Regions from separate parts of the Canis lupus genome. Here region 1 is linked to region 2. A link is a contact called in public Hi-C data. All regions are on one chromosome and are shown on one strand. The core of a region is the stretch at or near the end of the contact, and the rest is flanking DNA. Distances in the headings are between cores, read along the strand shown. Region 1 overlaps PDE4B (cAMP-specific 3',5'-cyclic phosphodiesterase 4B). Region 2 has its middle 82 kb from the start of SGIP1.

Evidence for each region. Hi-C and Micro-C count contacts between places; a contact is called where the count stands out from the background.
Region 1: a contact with region 2 is called in a Hi-C map of blood, with 2.3 times the contacts expected there. The contact joins two enhancer-like sites. A contact is called at or near these places in 3 of 9 Hi-C or Micro-C datasets (blood and skin fibroblasts).

The regions. Positions count from the first base shown.
Region 1 is chr5:44,438,907-44,443,758 of UU_Cfam_GSD_1.0, reverse strand. All of the region lies in intron 8 of PDE4B (cAMP-specific 3',5'-cyclic phosphodiesterase 4B), which reads left to right. LOC102156117 (a long non-coding RNA gene) reads right to left here. Exons shown (of 4, transcript XR_005359641.1): 4 at 2,058-3,200. Among named protein-coding and RNA genes, the nearest start is that of SGIP1, 160 kb to the right of the region's middle. Within about 2 kb of position 2,513, at least 6 of the 20 cell types and tissues checked have an H3K27ac peak or open chromatin away from gene starts, as enhancers often do. A contact at or near this core is called in blood, where this site is marked.
Region 2 is chr5:44,360,920-44,365,748 of UU_Cfam_GSD_1.0, reverse strand. No RefSeq gene overlaps it. Among named protein-coding and RNA genes, the nearest start is that of SGIP1, 82 kb to the right of the region's middle. Within about 2 kb of position 2,763, at least 2 of the 20 cell types and tissues checked have an H3K27ac peak or open chromatin away from gene starts, as enhancers often do. A contact at or near this core is called in blood, where this site is marked.

The DNA of each region.
Region 1 (4,852 bases), core at 1,264-3,763, 78 kb before region 2:
AAGGCTTACTGGCTCCTGTTCACAGGGTCTGAGCAGAAGGAGCATTGAGTCCTTAGAGGTTTTGAAGGGGGCTGGGGTGGGGGGAGAATAGACTCTTTTTACTCTTGTTTATTGGTTAATGAAAGGGCAAAAAATGAAGTAAGTCTCTTTCCCAAATTTTAGTTTAGATTCAAGTTGGAAAAAAGAAAACTTTTGAGATTTAACTATTGACTGATGTTTTTCTGAAGTTCTCAAATGAAAGCCAAAATCTGGGATTTTCCAGGCTGTTGCAAATCTCAACCAACTGCTTCCCTATGAGGAGGGCTTAACTGCGTAACTTCTCCAATCCACACAGGATTCCAAGTAGAAAGATTTGCGCACATGCTTCAGCCTACTTTGGAGCATTAACAGATCCTCTATTTACTGTGTGCTGTGAGCATTGATACCCATACGAGTTGTAGATCCAATATCTAAGGGTAGTTTTTCAGCAGGTTTCACCATAAAAGACATGCTGAACTTTCTTCTTGGGTTGCTAAGAGAAAGCCAACTAACTCCAGGGGAGAAAAATAATACTCATTGAAAAACTGCAAATTGTCATTATTTTTCATTTTGATTGTTGATGCCTCATAGATTCTAACAAGGTTTGGATTTGGACTGCTGAAATGACACATTGTCTGTTTTGCAAATTTATTTTAAAAAATGTTTCATATTCCATGTAAGGGTCATTAAGGCTCTGAGACCAAGGACTGTGTAGGACCTGGTGAGAATGCCAATCACTTCGGGCTTCCGCTCCTCCTTTATGGTGTCCTGTGCAGGAAGCAATGAAAGTCGAATAGAGCTAACCCTAAGGAAAGGGCTAAACCTTAATGCTGGCATAGTTAGCTTACGTAGAAGGCATGTACCTATTTTCTACATCTGCGGTGGAAAGGTTGTAGGGCAAAGCAATTATCCAGTGGATAAATAGTGCTCAGCTGACAGCTAAAGTCAATTTCATTTGTAAAAAGATCTCTTTCTCTTTTTACTTAGCAATCATGTTACCCCCAAATCTTGATTATCCAGATAATTGTCTCAGGTAAAACTTAACCCATGGCTACGAAAATATTTTTGTGGCCACCAAAAAGAAATTGATCACTGTCAGTTTTGGGGGAACTTAATTGTTTATGGTAAAAAATAAAGTCCCACATTTAATCATAAATCTTGTTGAAATTATTTGAACATTCCACCCAAGTCAGTGTTTAAAAAATATAATCATCATCATCAGCACCATCACCATTGTCACTACTAGGTAGTTGTATCTAATCATCTTTTTCTTCTCCTCACTGAACAAAAGAGCCATGGCAGATCTGAGTTACAGATTTGGAAGTGAGTCTGAAGATGTTCTGTACAGGAAGTATGTGAAAAGCATGGTCTTTAGAGTCAAAAGATCACATCCTATCTCTATCATTTACTACCTACTTGACCTTGGCTAACTTACTTAACTCTTCTAAGACTATTTTCTTATCTGGAAAATAGGGATAAAAGTGGTACCTACCTTACTGGGTCACTGTGAAGATTAAATGAGATAATGCATCTAAAATACTCAGCAAGGCACCTGCTGGGTTGTAAAGATTCAATGAATGATGACTTATTAATAGCATCTGCTACATCTTTGCAAAAACTGTATGTCCTTAGTTTGATCAACTAAGTGATTTACTGAGTTTTCACCTACTCAACAGTGGTGATGGGAAAGCCAGTGCTTGGCGTAGGGTGTGTTTGGGAACCTGCAAATGGTAGAGGGGTGACTGTGCCTAGCCGAGGAAAAGGAAGCAGTCTTTCATATGTAGCACATCTTGGGAGGGTTGTGTGTTTAGTGTTTTTCTTAACCCTCTTATATTTTAAAGAAAATTGTGATTCAAAGATTATAACCAACTTTCCCAAGTGTGCTTTAGAGCCTGAGAGTTAGATAAGGAACTGTTTCTGTGACCTATAGAAACGTAGTCTCCTCCTTGGGCCCGATTTCCCCTATCCCTTGAACGCTGGCCATAGGCCAAATGGAATTCCAGGATTATAGAGAACGATGCAGCCAGGTGGCTTAGTAGTGTAGGTTATTTCTGCCCCCCCCCCCCCAAATTACAAGATGAAATAAATGAAGCAGTGTTATGAGGCAGTGACATTGTTTTTCAAGATGAAAAGGATGTCAAGTGAACCTTCCTGCCAGCAGCCCAAGTTCAGTTGGACGTGTTAGAACTGTTTTCTATAACGACAGATTGGCTTCTGAGACTTGTTCATTAATTTTTGCTTCAACTTTTATCGCCTCCCGAATTAGAAGAATTGTCTTACACTTCAGCGAAATGCATCAGAGCATGAGTTCCTCGGTGGCAAAACAGTCAGATGTTTTCAAAACAGGATGCTTTGGCTCCGCATTATAAAAAAGAGGAACGGAAAGAGAAACAGTATAGCAAGGAAGAAAGCAAATAGCCTCAGCAGGATCCCCAGCCCAACAACGGCATAAACACTGACCTATCTTCCTGACCTTCACTGTGGCTCAGTTCCTGACCTCATGTCACCAAAGCCAACCGACGTCATTGGAGGAGGATAGGAGGAATGGCGCAGCTGCTGTGCGGGTGACTAGAATTTCCTGTCTCCTTCCTGACAGACTCAGTCAGAAAAGTACAGAGTTGCAGCAACAGTGGCTGAGGAAGGACCCACACAAAACAATCCCAGTGAGGCGTAGTTGTGACTGAGGAGGACAGGGAGCTTTTCCCGAGAGTCTCTCGCCCCAGCTTCTCAGGTGAACGCGTCCAAGGGGTCACTTGTACCCAGCATGTCGAATGCTTTTCAAAAGATGAGCATGCTGTGGTATGCAGCACCAAGGAGCTCTGTTCAAGCAACTAGTCACTCTCCTAACTCCCCCACACTCTCCATTCTCCTGTTCTTTCTTGACTAGCTTTGCCCGGGGCTGTTTTATGTGTTGGGACAGAGGTTTGGGCCCAATCAGTGAAAATGGATGCTTCATTGTTGAAAAGAGCGGTCGTGCATACTAGCAGTAGTCTCTTTAAAATGAAGCCTCAGGACCTAGCACTTCAGTCCGTTTGCTAAGGAAATCTACAAGATAGGAATGGGAGATAGAAGGTCCTTCTTCTTTGAAGGGATCATGAAGTCAGCTGCAGATACCATCACAGAGGAAGTGAGTCCTTCTGGCTATACAGGTTTATTTTTCCGGTTCTTCAGGTGTGTCTGTACTGGGGTATTGAACATAAAGGCAAATAATCGTCTGTGCTCTTGGGTGGGAAGGAATAAACTCATATAATTCTACCAACCTGGAGCCACTTGGGACCCAAGTTGCATGTGATCAGGGTAGGCTGATTGCCCTGCACTTGGCTGAGTCCTTTTTCTATCCAACTGACTAATCAGTAAGTATGGGAAATGTTGGATCCAACAGAACCAAAAAGGAAATAAATCTGTTGGTCAACAGATTCATCTGATAGCTCTGTCACGAAAATGATAGGCAGGTGACCAGTTATCGAAGGAGACTGCTTCTACTTTTGCTCAAAGTTAAATGATATGACTAGAGCATTCCCACCCTTAGGGCAAGAGCGGTCCTTCACCTGAACTTTTTGCTTTAAGAGAACTCTAGCCTTGTCTTCCTTTAACTGTGCTCTGCTCCAGGAGGTGAGGAGCCGATGGGGCCAAGGGGTAGCTGTGGTGCCTGCTCCAGACCAGAATGCATCTACTAGACCCCCTACATTCTCTGCCCAATAGTTCTGAACCCTGTTCCAGGGCCGGTACAGACCTCTTTCCTGGATGTGCTGTAGGAATTCACACCCTTAGGCCCAAAGAGTAGCCTAAAAGGCAGCAGTTGGTTTTGGAAGAAGTGTGGAGGAGGAGTTTTGACATGCGGGTGGTGGCTGAGGGTGTACTCACTCCTGCATGTGAGTTCCTTGGGGAAGAAATGGGACAGGGTGTGGTCCAGAGCTAGGTCTCCCTTCACTGACATACCCAAGGAATTCAAGAATTCACATTTCATGCTGGCCTTCCAAGCTGCTGGGAAGGGATGTCTGTTGAGGTAGGAGCACTGGAGGTAGCTTGATTTATAACTTTATTCAGACTTAGGTATGTGGCCCCACAAATGTTAGAGGTGGCCTGGATTAGAGGACAAACTAGAAGGAAAATCAGTTTTGACAGCTAGGTGGGACACTTGAACATTTTCAATCCAACTTTTCTCTCTTTACTCTCAGATTTCTATAGAACTGGAGGCACCAAAGGTAAAAGAGCCTAGCTTGAAGTCATGAGTTTGAGGTCTAGCTCTGCCTCCATTTAGGAATATTATCTTAAACAGTTAGTTCATTTTGAATCTTTGCCTTTCTTTATCTACAAAACAAAATAGTTGGGAGAAGAGTATTTTCGTGGTCTCCTGCAGCTCTTACATTTATTATTGGGACAGTAATAGTCAATAGCCAAACTACTTCTACGGGTATATACTATCTGTGCAAACATGGTGCTAAGCCCCTTACCTACATTCCATCATTAATACTCTCAGCAACCCTTTGAAATACATACTATTATTATCATCTCCATTTTATAGTAAAGTGAGATTTAAAGAGTTGGATTACATTGCCTTAAGGTAAAGAAGAGAGCAGGATTCACACCCAGGACTATCTGACTCACTGTCAATGATCCTAACGGGACAGCTAAACATAGAAATATAGGTGTATTTAATAACTCTTACACGGGAATTTTGTCATTTCTGGGAGGTCTTATTCTCCTAACTCTGGCCATCATTGCTTATTTGGTTCAGAATCCTAATCTGCAATTACCATATTCTGGACCTCCAGACCAGGCATTAATAACCTGAAACTCAGTCTTCCTGACTGGGAAGCAGTGTCTGTTAACA
Region 2 (4,829 bases), core at 1,514-4,013:
CAGCCCAGTGCAAGTTCTCTCTTTCTTGTTCTACTGCTGAAATAACCTACACAATCTCCCTGTTTTGAATCTAACCTCCCTCCCAGGCTGATCTCCACACAGCCTCTGATGTAATCTAGTTAAAACTAAATCAGATCATGGCACTTCCTTGCTCAATACCCTCCAACACTGCCCTTGTCTTAAATAAAACCTAAATTTCCTACCAGGGAGTGACTTCAAGTCTGTATATGACCTGACCCTGACTCTGAATTCATCATTAAGCACTTCCCCCTTTATTCATTGTGCTCTAGCCTTACCAGCCTCATTGTTCCCAGAACAGTCCAAATTCATTCCCACCTAGGGGCTTTGCACTTGCTATTCCCACCACTTGAGCATGGTTCCCCAGATCTTCATAAGCATCACCCTCTCCTTCATTTGGGTGTTTCAAATGTCATCTCTTCAAAAAGGCCTTTCTCATCACCCCACCCCATTACTCCCTATCGCCTCCTTTGCTTGCTTTTTCCTCATAGCACTTATTGAGTTGAGTTACTTTATACACTTGTTTATTTGTTGATTGTCTCCCTCAGGCAGAATGTAAATTCCCTGAGGCTGTCTCACCTGCTTTGTTCCCATGGTACCCTCAGCACCTAATGACCGTGCTTGGCACCTTAAACAAATTCAAAGCATTGTTCTTGAGAGAATGCTTGAATGTGCCAGACACATAGTGGACCTTGACTGTGTGTTAACTGAATGAATAAATATAACAGGTGCTGGAGACAAAATAGTCAACAAGACAGGCAGGTCTGTATGCTCATGGCACTTAGCCAAAAAGGCAGTCATTAAGTATTTAAGAAGAATAAAATTAGAAGAGTGATATGATACAGAAAGGTTAGGGAAGTAGCAGAAACCTCTAATATGATTTGGTATAGAATTTAACACCTTCAATGTATGGCCTTAAAAGCTAACCTCTCTAGGGCTTAGTATCCACCTGTGTGCCAAGGTATTCTCAGTTTTAGCATTATTCGTTGAGTAGCTTTTGCAAGGAAGAAAGGGGATATATGTACAATGCCTGGCACGTAGTAAATGCTCAGTAAGTTTCAGCTACTCTTGCTGTTATATTAACGTCTGTTCTGCTTTATGGAACCCTTCAACATCTTTTGAACTATTTTCCTACATTTAGGAGAATAGTTTACATTTTGAATTTGGCTCTGCTGAGTTAGAAGCCCAAAGTCTCTTTCTTAGCCTTTTGTGAAGCCCAGATGTCAGTACCTAAAGCGGTGCTTCCCCCAGCAACTTCATACTTTTTGATTAGGTATAGAGCAATGTGTTGATGCAGGCACCCAATTAACCCCATCTTTGAATAAAATGGTTGGCTGGCTGGAGTCCCCAGCTTTGAGGTATAGCATCAGCTGAGATTCAGACATTCTCAGCCTGGCATCCTCAACGTGGGGCTTGGGCTGTTGTTTCAAGTTGAATAGCCCCTAATTCCTGATTCTCTGGCTCTTCTTGGAGATTCTGTGAGTTCCCCAAGATCCTTAATAAATTCTTCATCTGCTTAAATTAGTTAGGGGGAGCTAATCTGCATCTAAGAACCCAAGTGACATACAGATCATCTGAATTATTAAGTGGTTTCGGACTTTGTGCTGTGCATACCATATTGATTATTGATCAAGGGCTTCTTTAGGTCAAAGGTATCAAGGAGGGGACCCTAGGATAAGGGATCATTACTATCTCAACAGCAACCTCTCCACATAGCCTTTCCTGATAGCAGCTGGAGGCGCTCCCTCCCTCCTCTGCCTCACACATTTTGAGGCTGCTTATTAACACTTGTCATGATCACCTGGCCTGGGACATATTGTAGGCTATGTCTCATTCTTTTTTTTTTTTTTTTTTCTATGTCTCATTCTTATCTTCCCTTCCAGTCCACATTCATTCAGCTTACCTGGGCACCTATTATGTGTCAGACATTAAAGGCACAGCTCACTTCCAAAGAGTTTACAGTCTCTCCAGATGACTAGCCTGCAAGCAACAACTGAGAGGCTCTGTGATATTAGGTCAGCAGGATGTTAGGTTAGCAGAATAATGTGATGACTACATGCCTAAATTTTGGGATCAGACTGACTTAGGTGCAAGTTCCAGTTCTGACACTAGCTGGTGATTTTTGCTAAATTATTTCATCTCTTACACTTCCATTTCCTTACCTATAAAATAAAGTTAATAATTACTAATAGGGTGGTTGTGAACATTACATAAAATCACATATATGAAGTAGTAAAGAGTGTCTGATTCTTTGAAATGTTCAATACACGCCATTATTATAAACAATAACAGGCATGTTCAGATATGCTTGGATGTCAGGAAATCCTTCACGGAGGGAAAAAGGCTTATTACTGAAAGGAAGCATTCTTAATCTGAGCAGGCAGGTGCACCCATTCATTCTGTTTCTTAGTCAACAATTTCTCATTTTTAAAAATGGTTTATTATAACATCCTGGGATGAGGAGTATCCTGTTTTTGGCTCTTCTGTTTTGCAAACAGAGAAAAATGTCAAAAGTGAATTAACTCACTCAGGTGTGTATTCATTTTGTTGCTTAACTAGTCAAGGCTTTCTGTGAGAAAAGACTGCAAGAAATCCGATTGGATACCTCTTCTGTGCAGAGGCTTTCAGAAAACACAGAAATGGGTAACCACTGACATACCACTGTGCTCGAGGTGAAACTACTGAGATAAACAAACACACAGTGTAGGCAGAAAAGTTAGAGTGATCATTTTGTGGTATTGGGCTAGAGTTACAGGAAGAAAGAAGAGCTCACGTCAAGAGGGCTGGTCTGAGAAGACATCATAAAGGAGGGAAACTTAAAACTGGGTTTCAAAAAATGAATAGAACTTTGACAGTGGGTATAGGAGGGTCAAGGGAATAGTATGAGAAAGCAGACAAGCTACCAACAAAGGGCATGGTGGTAAGGATACATGCTCATTAGGGAGACCTCAAACAGTCAAACTCTGCATGCAGAAAGTTCTTATGATGGGGGTAAAGAAGATAAGGATTTAGAGACAATTGCCAGATCAAGGAGTTTGGACTTCATCCTACGGACAAGTAACAGCCACTGCGTGTTTTTGATGAGAAGATTTTAGGAATATAAGCAGACTGTAATGGAAGAACATGAAGGGTAGAATAACAGAGGCAGGAATTCAAATCAGAAGTCATTGTCAGCATCCTGACGTAAAATTGGCATTGCTGTGGGACTGAAAGGAAGGGGCAAATGAAGCAGATATTTTACCTGAATAATCACCAGCACTTACTGATTAGCTGATTACGATGGGAGATGAATAATCCACACAGAAAGAGCTAGAGGGGCCCTCAGCCCTGCAGTATTTCTGAAAGTGTTTCTACAGACTACCTCTAGCAGAAGCACTTAAGGTACTTGTTAAAAATTCAGATTACTGAATCCTATTTCTGCCTACTAAATAAGAATCACTGGGACCAGGAGCCCTATAGGTATGCATTTTAATAAGCTCCCCAAGTGATTCTTTTTTGTTTGCTTGCTTATTTTTTGTGTGTATATATATATATATATATATATATATATATATATATATTTTTTTTTTTTTTTTTTTTTTTTTTTAGAGGAGCTGGAGAGGATGTGGAGAAAGGGGAACCCTCTTGCACTGTTGGTGGGAATGTGAACTGGTACAGCAACTCTGGAAAACTGTGCGGACATTCTTCAAAGAGTTAAAAAAAAAAAAAAAGAACTACCCTACGACCCTGCAATTGCACTGCTGAGGATTTACCCCAAAGATACTGATGCAGTGAAATGGCAGGACACCTGCACCCCGATGTTTATAGCAGCAATGTCCACAATAGCCAAACTGTGGAAGGAGCCTCGGTGTCCATTGAAACACGAATGGATAAAGGAGATGTGGTCTGTGTATACAATGGAATATTACTCAGCCATTAGAAATGACAAATACCCACCATTTGCTTCGAAGTGGAGGGAACTGGAGGGCAATATGCTGAGTGAAGTAAGTCAATCCCCAAGTGATTCCTAAGGCCTCTTACAACTTTGAGAATTTCTTTTTCTCTAAGAAGGCCTTAGAGATTATTTGACCAATTGTATTTGTTTTCAAGATGGGAAACCCAGGTTCAAAGAGGTCACATAACTTTCCCAAGGTCACACAGCTATCTTGAACTAAGACGAGGACTTCTAACTCACTTGACTTGTTCTGCTGTGCCATGCAAGATTGATATCTGACAGTTGGGCGTGGCAAGGAAGGCTCACTTTCAAAGTAGTGAGGTAGAAAAACTGGAACTAAAACCTAATGGAGGGGAAATGGGCCCACACAGTCAATCCTAGCTCTCACAGGGTCAGCAGTGTAGGAGTATTTCTTGACTTATTATTACCCTAGATAGAACAAGATTTGTAGGACTTCGATTAACTCCTCTGAGTATCATCCTCTTTGATAAGCTATGTTACTTAAAAGACTTATACTGAATTTAGAGAAAGAAGATTTGGGTTAAAGTCCTTTTCTAGCTGTGTAATTTGGGCTGGTTATGATATATTGTTACCACGAGATTGACTATGCCAATCCCCCTCTTTTATAGGTTAAAAAACAAAACAAAACCAGAAACTCAGAAGAGAAAAATAACTTGTTCAAAGTTACACAACATATTCACTCTCTAAATCTGCATTTCCTCAAAATGTCCATCAATAAATGAATGGATAAGGATGATGTGTATGTACACACACACACACACACAATGGAATATTAAGCAGTCATAAAAAGATGAACTCCTACCATTTGAGACAACATGGATGAACTAAAGAATATTATGCTATGTGAAATAAGTAA